6 separate regions of the Mus musculus genome follow, and all the other regions are linked to region 1. Evidence: chromatin contacts called from public HiChIP or PLAC-seq, Micro-C and promoter capture Hi-C data. All regions are on one chromosome and are shown on one strand. Each heading gives the region's core, a stretch centred on a gene start, on an enhancer-like site or on the middle of the called end of the contact. The rest is flanking DNA. Distances are from core to core; before and after follow the strand shown. Region 1 holds the start of Cbr4 (carbonyl reductase 4). Region 2 overlaps Palld (palladin, cytoskeletal associated protein). Region 3 holds the start of 4930512H18Rik (a long non-coding RNA gene). Region 4 has its middle 21 kb from the start of Sh3rf1. Region 5 has its middle 45 kb from the start of Sh3rf1. Region 6 holds the start of Ddx60 (DExD/H box helicase 60).

The links. Promoter capture Hi-C pulls out the DNA fragments that hold promoters and counts their contacts. Hi-C and Micro-C count contacts between places; a contact is called where the count stands out from the background. HiChIP or PLAC-seq counts read pairs in DNA pulled down with a chosen protein or histone mark. Capture Hi-C pulls out chosen DNA fragments and counts their contacts.
Region 2: a promoter capture Hi-C map of embryonic stem cells shows a contact between it and region 1, with 2.8 times the contacts expected there. The contact joins the enhancer-like site here to the promoter of Cbr4 in region 1. A contact is called at or near these places in 5 of 39 promoter capture datasets (the 3T3-L1 cell line, embryonic stem cells, hippocampal neurons and 1 more), 4 of 115 datasets of contacts at active chromatin or transcription factors (T-cell acute lymphoblastic leukemia, bone marrow-derived macrophages and embryonic stem cells) and 2 of 9 other capture datasets (adipose tissue and embryonic stem cells).
Region 3: a contact with region 1 is called in an H3K4me3 HiChIP or PLAC-seq map of bone marrow-derived macrophages, with 7 times the contacts expected there. The contact joins the promoter of 4930512H18Rik here to the promoter of Cbr4 in region 1. A contact is called at or near these places in 4 of 39 promoter capture datasets (embryonic stem cells, frontonasal cranial neural crest, liver and 1 more), 1 of 115 datasets of contacts at active chromatin or transcription factors (bone marrow-derived macrophages) and 1 of 9 other capture datasets (adipose tissue).
Region 4: a contact with region 1 is called in a Micro-C map of the AtT-20 cell line, with 4 times the contacts expected there. The contact joins the enhancer-like site here to the promoter of Cbr4 in region 1. A contact is called at or near these places in 21 of 39 promoter capture datasets (the 3T3-L1 cell line, 3T3-L1-derived adipocytes, the C10 cell line and 13 more), 2 of 15 datasets of contacts at CTCF or cohesin (pro-B cells and stem cell-derived epiblast-like cells), 18 of 484 Hi-C or Micro-C datasets (the 3T3-L1 cell line, the AtT-20 cell line, the C10 cell line and 10 more), 17 of 115 datasets of contacts at active chromatin or transcription factors (the 230-238 cell line, bone marrow-derived macrophages, craniofacial prominence and 9 more) and 5 of 9 other capture datasets (adipose tissue, embryonic stem cells, liver and 2 more).
Region 5: an H3K4me3 HiChIP or PLAC-seq map of stem cell-derived neural progenitor cells shows a contact between it and region 1, with 20 read pairs. The contact joins the enhancer-like site here to the promoter of Cbr4 in region 1. A contact is called at or near these places in 9 of 39 promoter capture datasets (the 3T3-L1 cell line, cranial neural crest, embryonic stem cells and 5 more), 1 of 15 datasets of contacts at CTCF or cohesin (the NIH/3T3 cell line), 1 of 484 Hi-C or Micro-C datasets (embryonic stem cells) and 11 of 115 datasets of contacts at active chromatin or transcription factors (the NIH/3T3 cell line, the SCID.adh cell line, bone marrow-derived macrophages and 5 more).
Region 6: a promoter capture Hi-C map of adipose tissue shows a contact between it and region 1. The contact joins the promoter of Ddx60 here to the promoter of Cbr4 in region 1. A contact is called at or near these places in 6 of 39 promoter capture datasets (the 3T3-L1 cell line, the C10 cell line, hippocampal neurons and 1 more), 1 of 484 Hi-C or Micro-C datasets (hematopoietic stem and progenitor cells), 3 of 115 datasets of contacts at active chromatin or transcription factors (bone marrow-derived macrophages, fibro-adipogenic progenitors and microglia) and 2 of 9 other capture datasets (adipose tissue and liver).

Annotation. Positions count from the first base shown.
Region 1 is chr8:61,485,516-61,489,052 of GRCm38.p6, reverse strand. It overlaps Cbr4 (carbonyl reductase 4), which reads right to left and starts at 1,319. Exons shown (of 5, transcript NM_145595.2): 1 at 1,063-1,319. The coding sequence starts at 1,204.
Region 2 is chr8:61,864,809-61,868,244 of GRCm38.p6, reverse strand. The region is part of intron 2 of Palld (palladin, cytoskeletal associated protein); the gene reads left to right. Among named protein-coding and RNA genes, the nearest start is that of Palld, 36 kb to the left of the region's middle. Within about 2 kb of position 1,579, at least 4 of the 459 cell types and tissues checked have an H3K27ac peak or open chromatin away from gene starts, as enhancers often do. A contact at or near this core is called in embryonic stem cells, where this site is marked.
Region 3 is chr8:61,909,281-61,912,601 of GRCm38.p6, reverse strand. 4930512H18Rik (a long non-coding RNA gene) reads right to left here and starts at 1,797. Exons shown (of 3, transcript XR_870457.3): 1 at 1,653-1,797; 2 at 1-364.
Region 4 is chr8:61,201,979-61,205,284 of GRCm38.p6, reverse strand. No RefSeq gene overlaps it. Among named protein-coding and RNA genes, the nearest start is that of Sh3rf1, 21 kb to the left of the region's middle. Within about 2 kb of position 1,679, at least 5 of the 459 cell types and tissues checked have an H3K27ac peak or open chromatin away from gene starts, as enhancers often do.
Region 5 is chr8:61,177,434-61,180,839 of GRCm38.p6, reverse strand. No RefSeq gene overlaps it. Among named protein-coding and RNA genes, the nearest start is that of Sh3rf1, 45 kb to the left of the region's middle. Within about 2 kb of position 1,884, at least 16 of the 459 cell types and tissues checked have an H3K27ac peak or open chromatin away from gene starts, as enhancers often do. A contact at or near this core is called in the SCID.adh cell line, embryonic basal ganglia and stem cell-derived neural progenitor cells, where this site is marked.
Region 6 is chr8:61,926,332-61,929,720 of GRCm38.p6, reverse strand. Ddx60 (DExD/H box helicase 60) reads right to left here and starts at 1,634. Exons shown (of 38, transcript NM_001293783.1): 1 at 1,445-1,634.

The DNA.
Region 1 (3,537 bases), core at 70-2,569:
CCCTATCTGATAAGCTACCATATTAATATATATGCTCCTCAATTTATGATAGGGATACATCAAGATGAACCAACTATATGATGGAGAGCCGAAGAACAGGTAACTAGTACCACAGGGCAAGGTGGAGTATCTAGCAAACTGGAAGCAATGCTGACTGGCTAGGTGTTGAGGCTCGTGTTCACACCCAAGGTGAACAGATGTGTTCCCCTGTGTTCCCAGCACGGAGGAGGCAGAGACCAGCTCCTGATCCAAGGGAAACCTAGGCTGCGTAGTGAGACCCTATGTCCGAGAAAGCTGGATACCACACCGCAGGTTCAGAGTGTACTCTGTACTAAAGACATCACCGTCCCATCACAGTAAGGAGATCTCAGCAACTGGGAAGCTGAGACACGAGATCCACAAGTTCAAAGCCAGTGTGAGTTACATATCAAGGCTATTTCCACATAAGTAAAGAAATATAGTCGGCACCAGACACTCTTAGACCTACAAGATACCCAATGCTTTCCTGATAGTGACATGTATTTTTCTCCATTCTTCAAGTTGTCTTCTCCAAACGAGACTTAAACTTGCAATGCAATGACTAATCCGTTAATAACCTGGGGTTGGGGGGGGGGGGGCTGGAATAGGAATACAATCAAAGGGCCTGGGAAAACAAATTAGTAACTTACTAAAGTCATTGATGGGCTTGGAGAAGCAACCCTGACTTATCAAGAGTTTCTCTTTGAAATACTGTCGGGTGCCTTCGCAAAGGGCAAGAGCTCTCAGCAAAATGCAATCTAGCCATTTGTATCTGACTTCTCTACTTTCAGTATAATCGCGTCCATTCTCTCCTCCCAGAGGCCAGAGCAAGGCAGCTCTCAATATCAGCACTGGCCGCGGGGAAGGCAACTACTTGTCAGGGGTCCTTAGAATCTGCCTGGAGTAGGCGAGAGCCCCTGTGAGTGTTTGGTCATGGGGCACGAGCGATCTGGGGCGCAAACCCGGGTACATGGGCAGGGCCCGTGGACTGGAACTCAAGGACTTGCACCTTGGTCGCACGGCGAGGACACTTCCGGTACATACCGCCGAGCTCGCCGGCGGTGACTTTGGCCACTTCCAGGTTTCTGGAGACGATCGCCAGACGGTAACCCTTCTGGGCCATTAGCTGGGCTACCGCCCTGCCGATCCCCCGGGAGCCTCCAAAAACCGCACAGACTTTGTCCATCTTGGACCGCGGACCAGCAAGATGGATCCCTGAGACTCAGAACTTGTAATAAAAGACACAGCTACTGACAAAACCAGTATGCTCTCCTTTCAACAGACAACCCAGGCCACAAAACAAGGCGCGAGGATTAGACGTCAGTGCACACGGACTCTTCGAGGGTTGCATTGCATTCTGGGACTTGTAGTCCTTACTCTCTTGCACTTGTGAGCATTTTAGTAACTGCTGCTGGATGCCTATTCCCAAGCCTGGTTAGTTCTATGAGGGTAAATGTCCTGTCAAAGAGCACAAGCCGTGTGTGGTGGCTCAGGCCTGTTCACTCATCACTGTTCAAGGCCAGCCTGGTCTAGAGAGTGAGATCTTGTCTCAAAGACAGCAACAAAGAAAGAACACTGTGTAGAGGGATTCAATAAATGCTTGTACTCCTCTTTTTGAGGAAAAGACCTGCTATGTTACCCAGGCTGGCCTCAGATTCTCTATGATTCTCCTCCCTCAGCCTCCACAGAGCTGCTGGCATCTACAGGTATGGGCCTCCACGCTCTTCGACTGATCAGAATAGAGTAAAGATTAAAGAGCAAGCTTAGGTCATTATTGGCAATATTGGGTTCCTATACTCCTAAATAAGATATCCTGAGTGCTTTTTTTTTTTTTTTTAAGAAAAAGTTAGCTGGGCATGGTGGTGCATGCTTTTAATCCCACACTAAGGAGGCAGAGGCAGGTAAATCTCTTGAGTTGAAGACCAGATTGGTCTAGAGTTCCAGGACAGCCAGGGCTGCACAGAGAACTCTGTCTCAACCATGCCTCCCAAATAAACAGATAATAAATAAATAAATAAATAAATAAATAAATAAATAAATAAATGGCATGATTTGTTAGCATTCTAGTGTAAAGAGAACATTTCTTGACAGAATATTAGTGTACTAAATAAAAAAGTAGACCATAGTCCCTATTGGAGGTAGGGAGAATTCTGGAGCAACAGGACTAACTCACATAAAACTCTAATGGGCTAAATTGTTTATTAAAGTACAAAGTTGTATTAACACCAGAAATCAAAAGGCCAGTGAGGACTGAAGGCACAGCAAGCTGGCAAAGCCGGGTCTGAGTATTGATTTCTAAATTGGGGAGGGGTGGGGACCTACCAGAAAAGTTGCACATTAATTTTAAAGTTTTTCTTTTTCTTTTTTTTTTACCTTAAAGAGAATACTATATAGTTTATTAAGCAAAACATGAATGACCAGATTTATGTTGCTACAAATCCCATGTTCCAATGTTTTATGAAGTTTTTCATTGTAATAAAACAAAGCCATACATATTTTTAACCCATCAAGTCTAGCTAGTGGTGTGAGTGTGTGTGTGTGTGTGTGTGTGTGTGTGTTCCACTGGGTATTGGAGACAATCTTCAAATATGTTGGTTGTCAGAGAAGAAAGGTAAATACCAACTCAACTAAACACCCCTAGATCTACAATGACAATCTGCCCTGAATGTGACATGCCCATGCAATAGTTGTTGGTTACATAAACAATGTTTATGCAAAAACCATGACTGGATTTAAGGCCCACCCCATGAAGCTAAGCCTGTCAATACTTGGTGACCAAAAACCTGAGACTAAATAGGCCTAGGGGAAGTACCTACGACAAATATCACTGTCCTGATGAAGTAATGTAGCAATAAAAAAGACTCCAAATGACATTCTGCTATTTCCCTTGGTCAATGTCATACTCAGCCCTCACCGGAGAAGCTTCCTCTTCCAGTATACGGGAACTAACAGAGAGCCACACCTGGACAGTGTGCAGAGAGTTAGAGGTTGGGATACTCACTATATGTTCTAAATGGGATATCTTCATTAAACCCGTCTGCTCAGGGTTCAGGGATCTATAACAAAGATGTGGAAATAGTGTAAGAGCCAGAGGGGAAGAAAGACACTAAGGAGAAAGTGTCTTCTAGACGCCAGGATTGATGTAGATATCAACTCAGAAACTGTAGTAGCATGCACAGAGCCTACACAGGTCCAAGCCAAATGGGTCCAAGCAAGAGGGAGAAGTGGACATGGATTTCCAGCCTTAACCCAGAAGCTGCCTCCTATTAATAACTGCTTGCAAAGGAAAATTAGTTTGCTCCAGCAGACTTTCATTGAATATACAAACTACACTAAAGGGTAAGGCCAAGGCCAGCAGTAAACTGCTGACACCAAAGAAACTCACTGGTATGTTTGGAATTTTTTTTTGTCTCATCTTGCCCCATTTGAACAATTTTTTTAAACCTTACTACTCTTTTGCTTGTATATTGCGGTTTCTAATTTGGGGTTTCTAAATTTCCTTGTATGTTTCTCTATGTT
Region 2 (3,436 bases), core at 330-2,829, 380 kb before region 1:
CTATTGGGCAAGTTTCCATAGTTGACAAGAACACTAATAACAAACAACCAATAAAGAAATTTACCTACGAAATAAAGACATGTGTAAGGAATCCCTTTAGAATTAGAAATTGGCTTACAAAACAAACAAACAGAAAATGTCAGAATGGCTGGGTACAGTAGTTGTTTACAGATTCTAGAGTGAGAGGGAAATTCCGGCTTTACCATGTATCAAATAGGGCACTTGGTAAGTTTAAGCTTTCATACCTCAAGAGCCTTCCTAGTAAAATAGAAATAATGAACTACATACTTCTAGGGTAGTGTTTAGGTCAACCACGACAGATATAAATTTAAAATTGTGTTGGACATATAGTAATATGCTAACACATATTGACGCCTCACTTGTTATTTTTTAATGGTTTCTTTGGAGCTGAAGAGATGGCTCAGTGGTTAGTAGTGCTTGCTATATAGTCACAAGGACCAGAGCTGGGAGCCCTGCCAACACCTGTAACTGCAATTCTGATGAGCTCAACTCTGTGTGCACAACACATAAGTGCATGCACACAGGGGGCGGGGGGTGGGGTGGGGGAATGGCGAGAAACAGTGGACATACACATGTAAAACATAATTTATTAATGAAATCTTTTTAAAAATTCTTACTTATATTACTGTTGATTTGGCATAAGCTCCCCCATATTCTCTCTGCTCAAAAATCTTTGAACTTGTTTTTTGTCTTTAAAATCTTTTTACTGCAGTTTCCTTTTTTAGTCCTAAGTATTCACAAGGTTATGGAGATAATGGAAAGCAGTGCCTCGGCATGATAGGACAAACTATAGCTTCTAAGAAACACAAACACATGCTTGAAGGCGTTTCAATACCCATTTTCTCAGAGTACTAAGCATGCATATTGGGGTCAGAATCCGCCAAGACTTCCTTGGAGTCTCTGTATATTTCTACTTTCTAGCAGCTTTTACCTTACTTGGCCTTCTGTTCCTTTATGGTTGTAGGGAATGGAAATTAAATCAAAGGAAAGGTGATTTCTTCCAATCACCGCTTCCCCACCCACCCACCCAACCCTAATGGTCTCCCCATTCTCTTGCTAACCTCAGAGCTGTGAAGGTCAGCCATGCATTGTGACTCACAGTCAACTTGGAAAGCTTTCTAAACCCAGGCCTCTTGACCATTGTTCTCTTGAGGTTCTTTAAATTATTCCTTGTTTCCTCAGCTTCTTTCATAGGTACCTGTTAAATAGTTGCTAAAGTCAATTGAAAGTAGTTTCCCAACACTTTGTTCCTCAGTTTTGTTTTGTTTGTATTCCAATAATTTTAGAAAGAAGAAAACTCAAAAAAATGGTTTGAGTAACAGATACACGCTTTTCTCCAACTAGGTAGGTTGGCTTTGGTTTTGTACTGTCTTGCTTAAAGTTTTATAGCAGACTGCAAAACTCTCAAAGGGAAATGAATGAGCCTATGCATATTTACCGGTATGAAATTGTTGTTTTTCAAGAACCTGACTTCGAAGTTTCAGATGCCTCCACAGCAAGCACCGCCCAGGCTTTCAAATCCTTTCTATGACTCTGATGTAATTTCTTCACGACCTGCTCCTTCATTTGCCCGGGGCAATACCTCACTGTGGAACACACAGTGTGTGCATGTATAATTACAGCTATTACAAGCTCTCTGTAAACACCACATTCCTTTGACTTAGGAGTTACATTATAAATGTAACTGTGGCAAATAGAATTATGTCTGAAACCCAGCACAGCTTGCTGTATAAAGAAAGATGCAAAACTGTCCCTCTTGTGTTCAAGTGACATGTAGTTATAGGAATACTCTTTCCTGCTTCATTTTAGTTCTTTGAGCCATAAATAAAATAGTAGTATGTTGAATAATCTGCTGGAATAAAAGTGAACCACTAGCCACCTGTACACTGATGGGGAAATATAACTGTAAGCCTGCCCTGGCTGGAAAGTGACAAACACGTGTAGGAACTCGCTTTGTCCTCTTGTGTATGAGTTCCAACAGTGAAGGCGGGCTCTGTATCTCTGTGCATGTTCTCAGCAACCAGTGTCTACTGATTCTGCAATCATCAGCCACAAAACATAAACAAGGATACCAAAGGAAATAAGGGTTCTCCCCAAGGGGATGGCATTGAACCTTGGCTGCCGGAATTGGAAAAGTGTTTCAAATGAGAGAGAATGAAGTTTAGGGAAAGGGTCTGACAGTTGATAGAGGAGAATATTCCAAAAGGAAGGCAGAGGGAAGAGGAAGAGAAAACAGTTGAAAAGAAAAGAAAAACATTAATAATAATAATAATTAATAATAATAATAACCTCCCATTAGAATAAAATGAGTTCTTTCTTTAAGAGAAAGAGCCTCAAAGTGGGTTTTACCACAAGAGATAGAGGTTATTACTGTCTGCCTGCTGATGGCTTCTCTAAAAGCAGAAGCCTATAAATGGGTTCCTTCGTTACCCAAGATGAGATGGAGAAAGCCTGGAAAAGAAGGGCTTCATGGTCCTCCTGAGAAAATGTCACACCGTGTGCAGTCCCATCAGACTCTCAAGAGTTAAGGACGTCTTTACCAGTAAACACAGTTGGTGCAGCTTTGGAAAACAGAGCAGCCAGGCCTCGCTCACTCGCTCGCGCTCACAAACAGAGCAGCAATGCCAAGAAGAACAGAATCAATCTGATTTGTAATCCAGCATGGTACTATTTAACTCTTGTATCCCACTGCCAGCACTTTAATTAGGAGTGCACTGGCCTATGTTGGCCAGGATCCTTTATTCTGTGTGCCAAGGGTAAGGACACCATCGTCATTGCCTGGAATGCAGTTGGGAAGGGTCATTGCAATGATGATTGCAATGAGTTCAATGGTGGCTGATAGGCTTTTGCTATGAAAGACCACTGTCAATCCAACACGAGACAGTCATTTTATGACACAAATAACTTTAACCCTGAACAGGTAGCTAGCTTTTGGAAGGAAGCAACAAGATTAAAGAAACTGCTATCTTCTGCACTATGTATAAGCGTTGTTAACAAACGAGGAGTCACTGAGCGTATCAGGGCAACAGGTACCCCTCAAGTTGGCAGAAATCGAGTCAGGTGCCATGTGGGAGTGGTTAGGAAAGCAAGGAGATTCTCTATAAAATGCTGTTGTGTTCCCTTAGAGACAATTCCACTGACTAAAAGTAGACACCAATTCTTTGGATGCAGTCATCTTTGTGACATCTCAACCACATGATGTTTACCCCAGATTTTAACATTTGGCTGAAATTCTTTAATAGAAGTAGATTGGAGCCTATGTTGTGACTCCTTTGTTTCACCATTTCTTAATGGAACCTGCTAATGTGCCACCTCAAATTAGAAAGCCACCAGTCTTATCTAATTATAGGAAAAACAATGGTTTAAACAACAAGTACTCCACAGAGAAAGAACCAGTGTCATCCCTCCAGTGTGA
Region 3 (3,321 bases), core at 548-3,047, 420 kb before region 1:
TGACCATGCTCCAATAGATTATTTTCTTCTTCTCTTCTTCTTCTTCTTCTTCTTCTTCTTCTTCTTCTTCTTCTTCTTCTCCTTCTCCTTCTCCTTCTCCTTCTCCTTCTCCTTCTCCTTCTCCTTCTCCTTCTCCTTCTCCTTCTCCTTCTCCTTCTCCTTCTCCTTCTCCTTCTCCTTCTCCTTCTCCTTCTCCTTCTCCTTCTCCTTCTCCTTCTCCTTCTCCTTCTCCTTCTCCTTCTCCTTCTCCTTCTCCTCCTCCTCCTCCTCCTCCTCCTCCTCCTCCTCCTCCTCCTCCTCCTTTTTCTTCTTTGTCTTCTTCTTGGAAAAAAACCCACAAGGTTGAGCGCTGGATCTGGGAAGTCTGGGATAGGAATGCGATAGGGGTACATTATGTAAAACTCCCAAACAATAAAAATGTTGGAAATTTTTTAAAAAGAAAAAATATATACAAATGACTAATACGTTTTCATGATGTAAATGAATGATTGACATGTCTTCATTTCACATATACTTATTAAGCAATGTTTAGGTCTGCAGCAATCCAGGGATTAAAAAGCACAAAGCCATTTATTAATGTGAAAATGTAATGAAATAAATAGGACATGTGAAATACCACTAGGAAGTGGGATAGCTTGAGAGGCAGAGATATGCACAGTTCTGAGTGAAAAGCCAGCTTAGTCTACATAGAGATTCCAGGCCACTTAGGGCTACATAGTGAAACCCTATCCCTAAATAAATAAATAAAAGATAGATGGATGGATGGAGAGAAAGAGAGAGAGAACGAGAGAGAGAAAGGATAGAAAAATAGGGTTAGTTCTCAAAAATCCAGCAAGACTGCTAAGTAAGAAAGAGAAGAAAGCAGGAAACTCAACAGCTATTGTGTATCTGCTATGGGTTATGCTTGGTGATAACCATATTATGAGGATACGAGCAGACTGCTGCACTTAGATAATGTACATACTACTAGGAAAAGTGTTACAAAGATTCTTACCGGAAAAGAATGTACCCGCAAGAAAGAGATTAAACCCATGTGGTAAGAACAGAACAGGCTTGCAAAATCCTAAAGTCTAAATATGCAAAGCACTGGAGTAGAGCAAGGTTTGGTGTGCCCGGGGAAGGAAGACTGTGCAGTATAAAGGATACTCTACAGTAGCCACATTTCTAGCTTTGAGTAAGTCAGCATAGTGACTGTACAGCAAGCCAATGTAAAAGGATAACGGCAAGTTGCAGAAAGATGGCAGAATATCATCAAAGTAGGAACACAAACCATCCAGCACAAATGAACTAGGGAATCCCCTATAAAGCAAACAGCTGGCAGTCCCAACAGAAAGAGTCTCCAGGCAGAGTGTCCACTGCGGTGATCTTCCAAATGAAAATAACAAATAACAACAGATAGAGCTCATATCCTTTAACTGGCTGCTCATAGCATGTAGCAGATAATAGCCGGAGTTCCCAGTTGAACTTTGTCTCCATGGCTGAGCCTCCAAAGGCTAAATGTCCTAAGTTGAACTTCCCGTTTTTCCTACATGCTGCGATAGCCTTTTGATTTTTAGATCTTTAAATTTTATCCATGTTTGTGTAGGCTTGTTTGTCTGTATATTCACTGTGTGTGTGCAGTGCCTAAAGAAGTCAGAAGTGGGTGCCAGAACCTTTGCAAATGGAGTTAAAGTTGTTTGTGAGCGTTTTGGTATTGATGGCAGGAATGAAACTGGGTCCTCTGCAGGTCCAGCAAATGCTCCTAACTGCTGAGTCATCTCTCCATTCCTTGCTGGTTCTGTAATTTCATGCAACAAACAATTTTAACATGAGTTAGAAACAGTTTACTTTCTAGATCTCCTAAAGGCACAACATTTTTATTGGTTAGACTTTTTTTCCCTCCCTATCCCAGAATTAGAGGGACTAGCTCGACCACAGACAAGGGGTCCCTGGAGGATACTTTGAGATGAACATACTTGGCTTTGAAAAGTGGAGTGAGCACACCTTTACTAGCAGGTTCACCTTCTCAGTCTACACCATACACACCAATTTGGCAGATTATAGTGATATACAATCTTGGGAATTAAGAATAAAAACAAAAATGTAAGGGCTGGAAGTTTACACAGCAGTTGAGAAAACTTGCTACTCTTCCAGAGGACTGGGATTCTGCTCCCAGTACCAACATCAGGTGGTTCACAACCAGCTGTATTGCCAGCTCCAGGAGGATACAGTGCCCCTAGCCTCCACAGATACCTGCACTTAAATGAACAGACCCCACACAGAGAGAGAGAGAGAGAGACACACACACACAAAGACATACACATAATTTAAAATAATTTTTAAACTTTACTTTAAAAACATAAAAGTGTAAATCATCGGGAATAACAAATATCTCAAAGCACCAACTAGAACAAATAAAATCAGATGTCACAAATCTTTAAAGAATATTTCCAGATAAACCATAAACTGCCTTAAAAGGGATTGTGCCTGTAGGTTGCCTATCAGATCTCTGCCCTTACAAGGGCAGGAAAGGAGATTGCAGTAGAGAGAAGGGGAGAGACTTCAATCCAGATAACAAGTGCACTGAAGGACAATTAATGAGAGATCCAGTGTATTGTTCAAAGGCAGAAAGCAATCCACAGGAAGACTTCTCTGTAAGTATGCAACCAGGGTTGGAAGAGGAAATGGAGATTTCAGAGCTGGAAGTCAGCTAGCTGGCTTAGACTAAAATAGTAACGCAGCAGAATTGCAAGACATATACTTGAACCCCTGAAGATCTGTATCACATACAAGAGGTCTTCTAACCCCACCGGGTGGAATGTGCTGCTTTCTCTACTTTCTTAGTCTGACCAAAAGATAGACAGCTTCACTGTAGGTCTCTGCCCAAGGACGCACTTCAACAATCCCAAAATGTGACTTACAAGCACCAGTTCACATACACACACACACACACACACACACACACACACAGAGAGAGAGAGAGAGAGAGAGAGAGAGAGAGAGAGAGAGAGAGAGGGAGAGAGAGACTCACTCACATCCCCATTCCTCACTTGGGAGTGCAGATCCTAGACATACACAAGAGGGAGTGGAGGAGAAGGGACAGAGTTCAGAGCTCAAGGAGGATGTTTGCGGAGACGCTGGACCTTGGAGTCCACCTGTCAGAGTTTCCAACATGTTGGTTTCTACACATATAGGATGAGTTTCAGTTTCTTTTCTCCTCCTTGCCACCTTTCTGGTTTCCCTTTCCTGGTTTCTCTGTATAGGAGACAGAATATCCATTCGGAACTGGGGAGAACTTCAATGAGAAAAAAATCAGATGCAATGATGTGGATAGGAAGGGGC
Region 4 (3,306 bases), core at 430-2,929, 280 kb after region 1:
CCCTGGCTGTCCTGGAACTCACTTTGTAGACCAGGCTGGCCTCGAACTCAGAAATCCACCTGCTTCTGCCTCCCGAGTGCTGGGATTAAAGGCGTGCGACTCCCTACTTTTCTTATCAACAAATATTCACATTCCCCCAGCCTCAATGACAGAGATGTTTCAGCCCACATGCTACCTGACCATCCACGTCACCTGAGCACCAAAAGAACCAGCAGGGAAAGCTGAGTCGGCTCTGGGGCTGCCAGGTAAAACAGATTATGCAGGAAAGACATAAGGAAAGAATTATCAATCTCTTTTCTGAATTAGAATTTAACCCGCTGTCCTCTATAGCTCCAGGCTAACGCTGGCCATCCTGGTCAGCCAGGCTAGTCTCTTTTTTTTTTTTTTTGACTGTAGATCCCATGGGCCAAACTCTCTCTAGTAATCTCAGTTCTAACCTTTGCCTCAAGACATCTCTTGGACCCTCCATCTTTCTGGCCTGGAGCATACCAAGGTGTAGCCCATTCCCATGTTATCCTTTCACAGCATCCATGGCTATAATATCCCCTTTCCCTGCCCTCCCAGGATCATCTGACAATGGTTTCACAATGACTTTGATTGGAGGAAGAGTCACTGATGTCCACATCAAGCAGATGAAAGAAAACAATAGGAAATGTATTGTTGTGTCTATAATCAGATAATCTATAGATTAAGGTGGGAGTTGGGCAATCTTAGTAGTTCTAAAACTGCAGACCTTTAAAAAGTTTTGTTTTCTATTATTTTTAATTGTACGTATATAGCCCTGTGGGGTTTAGGCACATGTGTACAGGTGCTCATGGAGACCAGAATAAGATGCCTCTGAAACTGGAGTTATGGATGGCTGTGAGCCACCATGTGGGTCCTGGCAATAGAACCCATACCCTCTGCAGCAGCAATAAATGCTCTTTGCCACTGAGCCATCCCTTCAGCCCTCTAAAATATTTTTGTATCTACTTTTGAAACAGAGTCTCCCCATGTAGCCCCCCCTGATCTCAAACTCACAATCCTCCTGCCTCAGCCTCTCTAGTTCTAGAATTTCAGACATACACCAGCATACCTAATTCTCATTTGTTTTTTCCCTCTGAAGAAGTATGTGAAGATGTGCTTAAATGAGCAATGGACCAAAACAAGAAAGAGCATGTGGCATCTGAAAATGATTGTGTCAAACCAAATATCTCAGGGCACAGCAGCTCCAGAGTACCCAGCTGGGCAGCTGACCCAGGGAGGAGCCAGGCCAAGCTGGAGCACACAGGTAGAGTTGCAGGAGAGAGTGTTTCAAAGATTAAATGGCATATGTGGGGAAAGTGGATGGATCCAGGAATAAGAAGATAAAAGACAAGCGACCGGAGCCCTCCAGGCCAGCTTCCAGATAAGATGTAATCAGATTGTCCAGGACCCACACCAGGCCCTCACTCAGAATATAACCTATTCAGTTCCAAACTCTGGGTCAAGTTGAAGTTAAACCAGTTTCTGAAAGTTGAGATAAGACTTGTGTAACGGGCCAATCAATAAATCCTGCTCAAATTCGGACCTCTTGGGTTTCAGAAGAGCTCCTTCAAAGCTCGAGAGTCCACTTGCCTACATTCATTTCAGCTAAAGCAAAGCAAAGGAAAACATCCAGTCTAGAGTATAGACATCCTGGGATTGCCACTCTGTGTAAGCAGCAAACTAAGCAAATGAAAGTCAGAGTCTCCTTCTAGGAGATATGAAGTCATCAGCAAGCCACTCCCCCACACCACCCCAAAATTGGAGAAAGAAAAGAAAACCGCCAAGCTCATATCTGTGCAAGAACCAGGATAGGAAAACCTGAGCTATAATTGACAAGCTGCTGGAAGTTCTATGTGAGCAAGTCAGAGCATGAAAGACTCAGGGGAAACTGAGTCCACTCTTGAAGCTCAACAAAGCCAGCACCCTGTGGACCAGAGAAAATCTCCTTGAGCCTCTGTGGGGGAAGGGAAAGAAATATTTCAAAATACCACAAGGGGAGTGGTCTTAGCAAGCCTGCCTTTGGGAAACAGGTCTAGCCAGAGTACAGCAGCTGAGGTTTTGTTAGAGCCTGACTAGCCCATGACAGGGAAATACCCAACTGCAGCCTGCTGTAGCCATCTCCCCCTGCCCAAGGGGCAGGGGAGCTCAGAAGCACACAAGACATTCAAGACTAAGTCCCAGTCATGGAACTGTAGAACGCTTTCCAACCTCATGCCATGCTACCTCATGACCTGATAGCAGTCCTTTTAACCCAGTACATTGATTAAAAATAATTATGATAAATACGAAAGGGCAAAAGCACATGGTGACAAGGCAAAGTAAGCCCAGTGCTAGCTTGGACTACATGGAGTCTTTAAGGCCAGCCTGGGCTACAGAGTAAGACTCAGTCTCAAAAGAAAAGACAGTAACTAAATAAGCCATTTCAAATATGCTAAGGCGCATAGTAGACAAAATAGACGCTGCAGGACTAGATGGGCAATTTAGGCAGAGGTGAGAATCCTAAGAACTAAAATAAGTAGTGGAAACCAAAAGGATTGTAACATTGTAACAAGCGAAGAATGTCTTTGATGGGCTCATTAGCGGACTGAACACAGAGAATGGAAGGAGCTCCGTGCTTGAGGATCTCTCTAAGTCAAAAGATCCCAAACTGAGAAGCAAATGAGGGAAGGGGAGTACTGCAGAGAAGCCCAGAGCAGAGTATCCAGGAGTATACAGATGTTTCAAAGGCTGTGACACACAGGCAACAGGCACACCCGCCCCGAGAATAATGAAAGGAGCAGAGCAGTTATGACTGAGAAATTCCCCCAAATTGATGTCAGACACAAAATTACACATCTGGGAAGCTCAGGGGGCAGGAAGTGGATAAACCCAAACAAGCAGAAAAACTACACCTGGGCATCGTAGCCTTTAGAGTTTAGAACATCAGGAATTGTTGGGTTTTTAAAATCCTTCAAGAAGCCAGGGAGGGAAAGCAACTTTATTTATACAGGAGAACGACTGGAATTATACCTCTGTCTCCTCCGAAGCAAGAAGAGGGCAAGGGAGTGAAATATTTAAAGGGTGGCTGAAAAACATTCTGTATGCTGTGAACTGCTTCAAAAGTAAAAGAAAAAGCTGGGCATGGTGGTACACGCCTGCAGTCCCAGCAATCAGGAGGTAGAGGTCTGTAGAGCTCTGTGAGGTTAAGGTTACCTGGTCTATGTAGGGAGTTCCGGGACAGCCAGAGCTACATAGTGAGACCTTGTCTCAAACATTCAATAATAATAAAATAAATAATAAAATAAAAATAAAAGAGAAAGC
Region 5 (3,406 bases), core at 635-3,134, 310 kb after region 1:
GAAGGAAATGCTGGAAGGGTGCAGTTATTTCTGAGATAATTTGTTCTCTAGATGCTGAAGATCTGAGCCATTACTCATGCCGACGGAATGACTGCACTTTAGTGAGTTCCAATACTCCGATTCTTGTGAGAATTGAACAGATCACATGCAGAGAAGTGTGTACAGATATGTAAAAATAGGAGTTTCAATATAGACCTGTATTTCTACCTCATTGAAAAGTTGGTCATATGAATGAAGGTAATATATTTTTATTCAGATCTAGTGGAATAGGTTTGTAATCCCAGATCCCCAGGAGGCTGAGGCAGAAGGCCAATCTAGGCAACTTATCTCAAAAAAAATTTTTTTGGAAAAAGAATTTGGGATAGAAACACATAGTATGCACTGGTCCTAGATTCAATACCTAGTACTCAAAACAAAATAAAACTGATTTTTGTTTGTTTTTGAAGAATATAAAAGCATCAAAGTAATCGAAAACAGCATGTTAGTTATGATTTCCATTGCTGTGAAGTGACGCCATGACCAAGGCAACTCATAAAGGACAACATTTAATTGCAGCTGGCTTACAGTTTTAGAGGTTTAGTCCATTGTCATCATGGCTGGAAGGATGGCAGTGTGCTTGTGAACTATGGTGCTGGAGGAGCTGAGAGTTCTACATCTCAATCCAAACACAGCCAAGAGGAGACTGGATATGCTTAACACTGGACATAGCTTGAGCATTTAAGACCTCAAAACCCCTTCTTCACAGTGACACACGTCCTCTAACAAGGCCACACCTCCTAACAGTGCCACTTGTAATGGCTAAGAATTCACTGGACGGAAGTGGGGATGGGTGGGGGTGGGGAATTACTATATCAGCCCCTATGGGATGATTTGTGTAAGACCTGAGCCAAAGTCCATTGAGTTCTATCAGATACAGTAGGTCTGAGGTTCTTCCTTTCTTTCTTTCTTTCTTTCTTTCTTTCTTTCTTTCTTTCTTTCTTTCTTTCTTTCTTTCTTTCTTTCTTTCTTTCTTTCTTTCTTTCTTTCTTTTTTCTAGACAGGGTTTCTCTGTATAGCCCTGGCTGTCCTGGAACTCATTTTGTAGACCAGGCTGGCCTAGGACTCAGAAATCTGCCTGCCTCTGCCTCCCAAGTGCTGGGATTAAAGGCGTGTGCCACCACGCCCGGCTTGGTCTGAGGTTCTTAAAGGTGAATACAATACAGATCACAATTATCCCCGATGAGCAGAAAATTCACACAATGCAGGCTCATAGGGCATCTTTTAGAGCAGTGGTTCTCAGCTTTCCTGTTTCTACTTTATAACTGTAATTTTGCTACTGTTATGAGTTGATATTTAAATATCTGCTGTGCAGGATATGTGATATGTGGCCCCTCTGAAAAGGTTGTTAAACCCCAGAGGGATGACTGTTCTAACGGCATCTTAGACATATGCTGGGCCCCTCTCTGTTCCTTTGAAAATAATCAAAGGTACAGAACTGTTGAGTAAGCAGACTGCAGTTACAGAGAGCTGTACTCTTTGCTCCCTATTGCTGTAGCCAAATACCCGAGGAGAAACAACTTACAGGATAAAAGATGTCTGCAAAGGCCAGAAAGGGTGTCAAATATTCAGATTCAGGCAGTTACGGGCAGCCCGGCCTAGGTGCCAGGAACTGAACTTGTGTCTTTTACAAGAGCATCGAGTGCTCTTAACCACTGAGCCATCTTTCCAGCCCTGACAGAGTGTTTGAAAGAACAGTGAAGTGTGGAAAGATAGCTCAGGAGGGTTGATTTTGAGTTAAGACTTCGAGGGTCATAAACGGCAGGAGAAGCTTTTCAGCTCGGCTGGCCGTACCACGTGACTAGTGACATCGGCGTGGGTTTGATGAGTACTCTCTCATTCGTTATTCCACTTAGCTCTGAGAGAGTGGTAGTTGGTATTTCTAAAGAGATTAAGAGGTTTTCCAGGCCTGCTAAGTGCTAGCAATCATGGTCCCTGAATCTGCAAAGCCTGAGCCTTTTCATGTGATTTGCAAGCTTCTAAAACACAAAGTCCTTGGGGGATTACAAGTTGCCATCGGAAACAACCAATGAAGAGCGAAGCATTTTCTGTGAGAGAATATTCTGTTAGCCTGGGCTGTAATGAGCTATTCTCAGTAAAAGCTAAGCTCTAAGGAATAGCTGTTAGGAGAAGTAAAACAGCAATTTATTTCATGATACTGAAAGCACTGCACTTAATAGAAAACTTTTTAAAACACGGAAGGAAACAAAAGAACGTTTGGTTTTACAACGAAGAGGGCATTTCAGCGATTTTGGTGCATCTCCTCCAAGTCTTTGCTATCATCTACACCACAACGGTCACTGCGCATGCATCCCATCTTAGCCCTGTGTCCCCATGTGCTGACAATGCCATAAGCCTGCTTGCTGTCTCCTGGCCCTCAGTGGACCATCTTCATAGATCGCTCTGCTTTCCCAAGTAACCTCTCTCCCTAGCACCAGCCTGGCTCCTGCTCGTTTCCAATCCCTCCCTCCCTCCCTCCCTCCCTCCCTCCCTCCCTCCCTCCCTCCCTCCCTCCCTCCCTCCCTCCCAACATTGCAGGCATGGCTGTTTTTCTAAAGCAGAACCTGTTTCACTGCCTTGGCTGCCTCCCAGGTCATTAGGATAGTGCCCTAACTTCTTACCATGGCTTTCAAGGCCCTTCACCTCCTGCCTCTCATTTCCATCTCCTCTCAAGCCCTGGAGCTCTCCTTGCCTCAAGTCACACTCTGCCTCTCACACTCCAAGTGTATTCATTCAGTCATACTCTTCCTTGGGATGTCTGAGTAACCACCTTTCAGTTTTCAGAGCTCAGTGGAACCCCAAGTCCTTTGAGAAGTTTTGTTATCTTCTTTCTGTATCTACCCACGATCAAAGACTCCTGGAACTGTTGCAAGTCCTCCAGTGGCGACTGTATCTCGCTGTGAACGCATTTGAACTGCCTATCTCTTCCACCAGATTGTGAACTTAGAAGGCAAGATCTTATCTCTCCCAATCACCTTGTCATACTCTACAAATTGAGCAAAGTCTGGAAGGCCATCGTAGTGGCTAAATGCCTGTGAATTCAGCATTCCCCAGCACAGCAATCTATGCCAAATGAAATGTTTAATGCATTGGAAATGTCTTATAGGTAGTTCTACACTCTCTATGTGGAAATCAATACTATCTGTAAGAAGTAACTGTTTAGTTTTTGTTTGTTTGAGACAGAGTCATGCTATGTAGCCCTGGCTTTCCTGATACTTGCTTTGCATAGCTCAGGCTGGTTTCAGTCTTTTGGTAATCCTCCTGCCTCCCAGCCTTCCAAGAACTGGGATTACAGGCATGCATCACCAAGCCCAGCTCCTTTCTGTCTCTTTGGTTATAACCCCTTCAGTCCTTAGCGAGCCTCATTGTG
Region 6 (3,389 bases), core at 385-2,884, 440 kb before region 1:
GCTGTTGTAGAGGACCAACCAACTTCTGTTCCTAGAATGTACACAGGCTCACAACAGGTTGTAACAGCACAAGGGATCCAACCACGCTGGACTCCTAGTATATTTGCACTCAAATGCATATTCCCACACATCAACAAACACACACACTTAAAAAGTGAATCTAAAAGCTATTTACTGATTTCTCATTCTTTTACTCACTATGAAAAGAAATTACAAGAATTGTCACAAAATCCTGCAAAACATGATAGACCTGATACATACACATACATGTGTATATATGAATATGTGTATATGTGTATATGTATATGCATATATGTATATATGTATGTATGTATGTACGTATGTACGTATGTATGTATGTATATATGTATGTATGTATATATGTATATATATATGCATATATGTATATACGTATATATATGTTGGGCGTCCTGACACCCTTATTACCAGGACAGTCTCTCTGGTAATGAGGCATGTTAGTTAATTGAGAAAGCCTCCTATATCCTTGGAAAGTACAGCCACCTGTGAGAAGTGACCTGAAGTGTGACAATGGAAGGTATCAGACTCTGAGTTACCCTTAATCAACAACTTGCAAGAAATCAGAGAATTCCAGACTTCTTACTGACCTCAAGGAACCAAAATGAGCACCCAGAACCTGGCTCCGCCCTGGCAGACATCTTGAGTTCTATGCTGGGCTTTGCAAAAAGCACTTAGCCTGTGCCTAAACAGAATCTGTAAAATAAAACACCTATTGTGTTTAAAGCAACTCAGTTTGTGCTGATTTGTGATGAGGAAACAGAAAATCAATCCCTGCTCCTTACACATGAATACATTAAATCTCAGATGACTCAAACAGGGAGACTGAGGCAGCGGGATACTCCAAGTTGGCCCAACCTGGGTTCCATGGGGAGTACCAGGAAGCCCAGGGAGACTGCTAGGGCTAGCATACGAAGAGATTGGGTGGGGGGATGCATTTCTGCAGTAAAGCATAACTTGTCTTAGCCACTGCAATTTCAGGGCAACTACAATTCATCTGGGTTTTTCTTCACATTCTGCTTCTAGCTCTGGAAGCCTGAAGTAGGGCCCCGATTCGATTCGGCACCTAGGAGAAAAACTATTGGTGGGGATGTTCAACATTTATTGGCTGTGCACACACCCCAATGCCCCTACTTATTGATCCCTATCCCAGCTACCCGTTTACAAAGGATCCTCAAGAGACTGAGTCAGGCATCTTTTTCCCTGCCACTCACCACTCAGACCTCTTCCCTCTGTGGTCCACCGAGTACTGGCCACTGGGGTAGGTGGGTCTGTGCTCCACTGCCCATTGAAAGCTACCTCCTAGTGCTGTCCCCTCAGCTCCGCTCCAGCTCCTCTTTTGGGATACTCTGACCTAGGCACGCCCTACAATCCCCTGGCGAGCCCAGAAGCAACCCCCTGGCCTCACCGGGAAGCCCAGACCGGGAACCTGGACCTGCTACGTGCAGAGAACCGCTGGTCTGCGCAGCAGGTATTGAGCGCGCTGGTCCGCGCTGCAGGTAACAAGCAAGCACACAGTCGACCACAGGAGACCTAAGACCAATCGCTAGCTCCAAAAAGTGGCAACTTGTGAGTCTCTCAGGCCGCCTTTTATAAGTGAAGGATAGTTTCGGTTTCTCTTCTGCTCCCAGAAGCTTTAAGTTTCGGTTTCCATTCATCACTAATCAAAGAGCATTTGGTGAATGCAGCTTTGCGCATCCTTTGGTAAAGTTAGTACTGTTAAGGTAGGAAAACCAGAGGCTTTGGGATTCTTGAGGTAAGGAGGAGGATTTGACAGGGAAATCTGGAGACATCTAAGCAAGGCAACATTGGAGAGGCTGTAGCAGCAGAACTCCGGGCGCTGTGCCAATTGCTCCTACTGTGCTAACGACAGCAGGAGGACAAAGCCTCAACAAAGCCCAGACACCTCTACCTTTTCAGGTAGTATTTTAAAGGTAGGTAGGAATTTGAGATTACATGAGTCTATTATTGAAGCCTGTGATTAATCCATTTGGGATCTTCTTTAGCCGAATGGCACTACTAAACAAGCTGAAAATGGAGCCTACTTTTATCTCAGCCTTAATAACTTTTCTTTCCTTTGATTTTGTTTGATTTGGTTTGGCTTGGTTTTTTACCTGTCAATACCTGAAATTTGGGTTTGAAAGCTGGCTTGCTTAGTATCCTATGCTTGCTGAACTTTAGGAAGGCTCTAAATATGACAATTCTATTTTCAATATTGGAATTCTAGAAAGTGGGGGACTCTTGCATTTGGGTGACCGTGACAACAATGGGACCAAAAGCTATTTTGTCAGGCACTGGCAGAACTCTCATCCATGGGGAAAGAGCAACAGAATGCAATGTGTTGAGATAACTTGAGAAACATCCATTGTTTTGAAGGCCATTAAGAATGGACCCTTCCCTCATGGTCAGCTTTTGACCTAGCCCCTGTTTCCTTGGTAACAGTAAGAAAAGGTCCCACCCTTTCTGTCCTCCTTTACATTAAAATACTACCTGAAAAGGTAGAGGTGTCTGGGCTTTGTTGAGGCTTTGTCCTCCTGGGTGAGAAAATGTCACCCTTTCCTGTTCCCTCCAATTTAAGTCAGCGACCTAATTCCTTGAGACTGTGGTAACTGTGGTAATAGATACTGCACGCATAGCCTAAACCAAGGAGCATGATATAAGTGGATTATCTCAGGTGGGCCCAAAATAATCATAAGCAGGTTCTTAATGTGGTGACAGAGGCAGAAATTCAGGCTGGTAATTTGATTACATATGTAGTCTTCTAGCAAGACTCTATGAAGATGATGGAAAACCACAAACCAAGGAATGAAATTGAAATAATCTACTCCAGGTTACAAATCTCCATGCTTATTAAGCCAACTGTGAGCACTGTGAGTTCTTTACACAGCCAGCTGACCAAGAGTAAGCTGGCACCTCAGGAGAGCTCTCGGTGGAGAAAACAGGGTTTTCAAGTCAAAAGTCTACAATTATAGCACACAGGGGGTAGGCTGAGGACATGTCACATCAGGATATATATATATATAATTTACTGGAGCAAGGACAACTCTGTGGCCACCATTGAGGGATATGTCTCCCTCACTGTTAATGTTTACTGGTCCTCAGGAAGAGCTCATGAGCTCCCCTCATCAGTGATGGAACGTTGATGAGCCTTGTCTTGTGTTGATAGTCACTGTTACTATGAATTCACAGGTATAACAGGCATGTCGTGTCCAGAAGAGAGTGTTTCACAGCACTCTTTCCTGTTTGAGACTCTTACATTCTTTCCCTCCTTTCCCCCATAATATTCCTTGAGCTTTGGAGGAAAAGATATCAATGTCTCATTTTAGGATGAGTGCCCAGCTGTCCCTTATTCA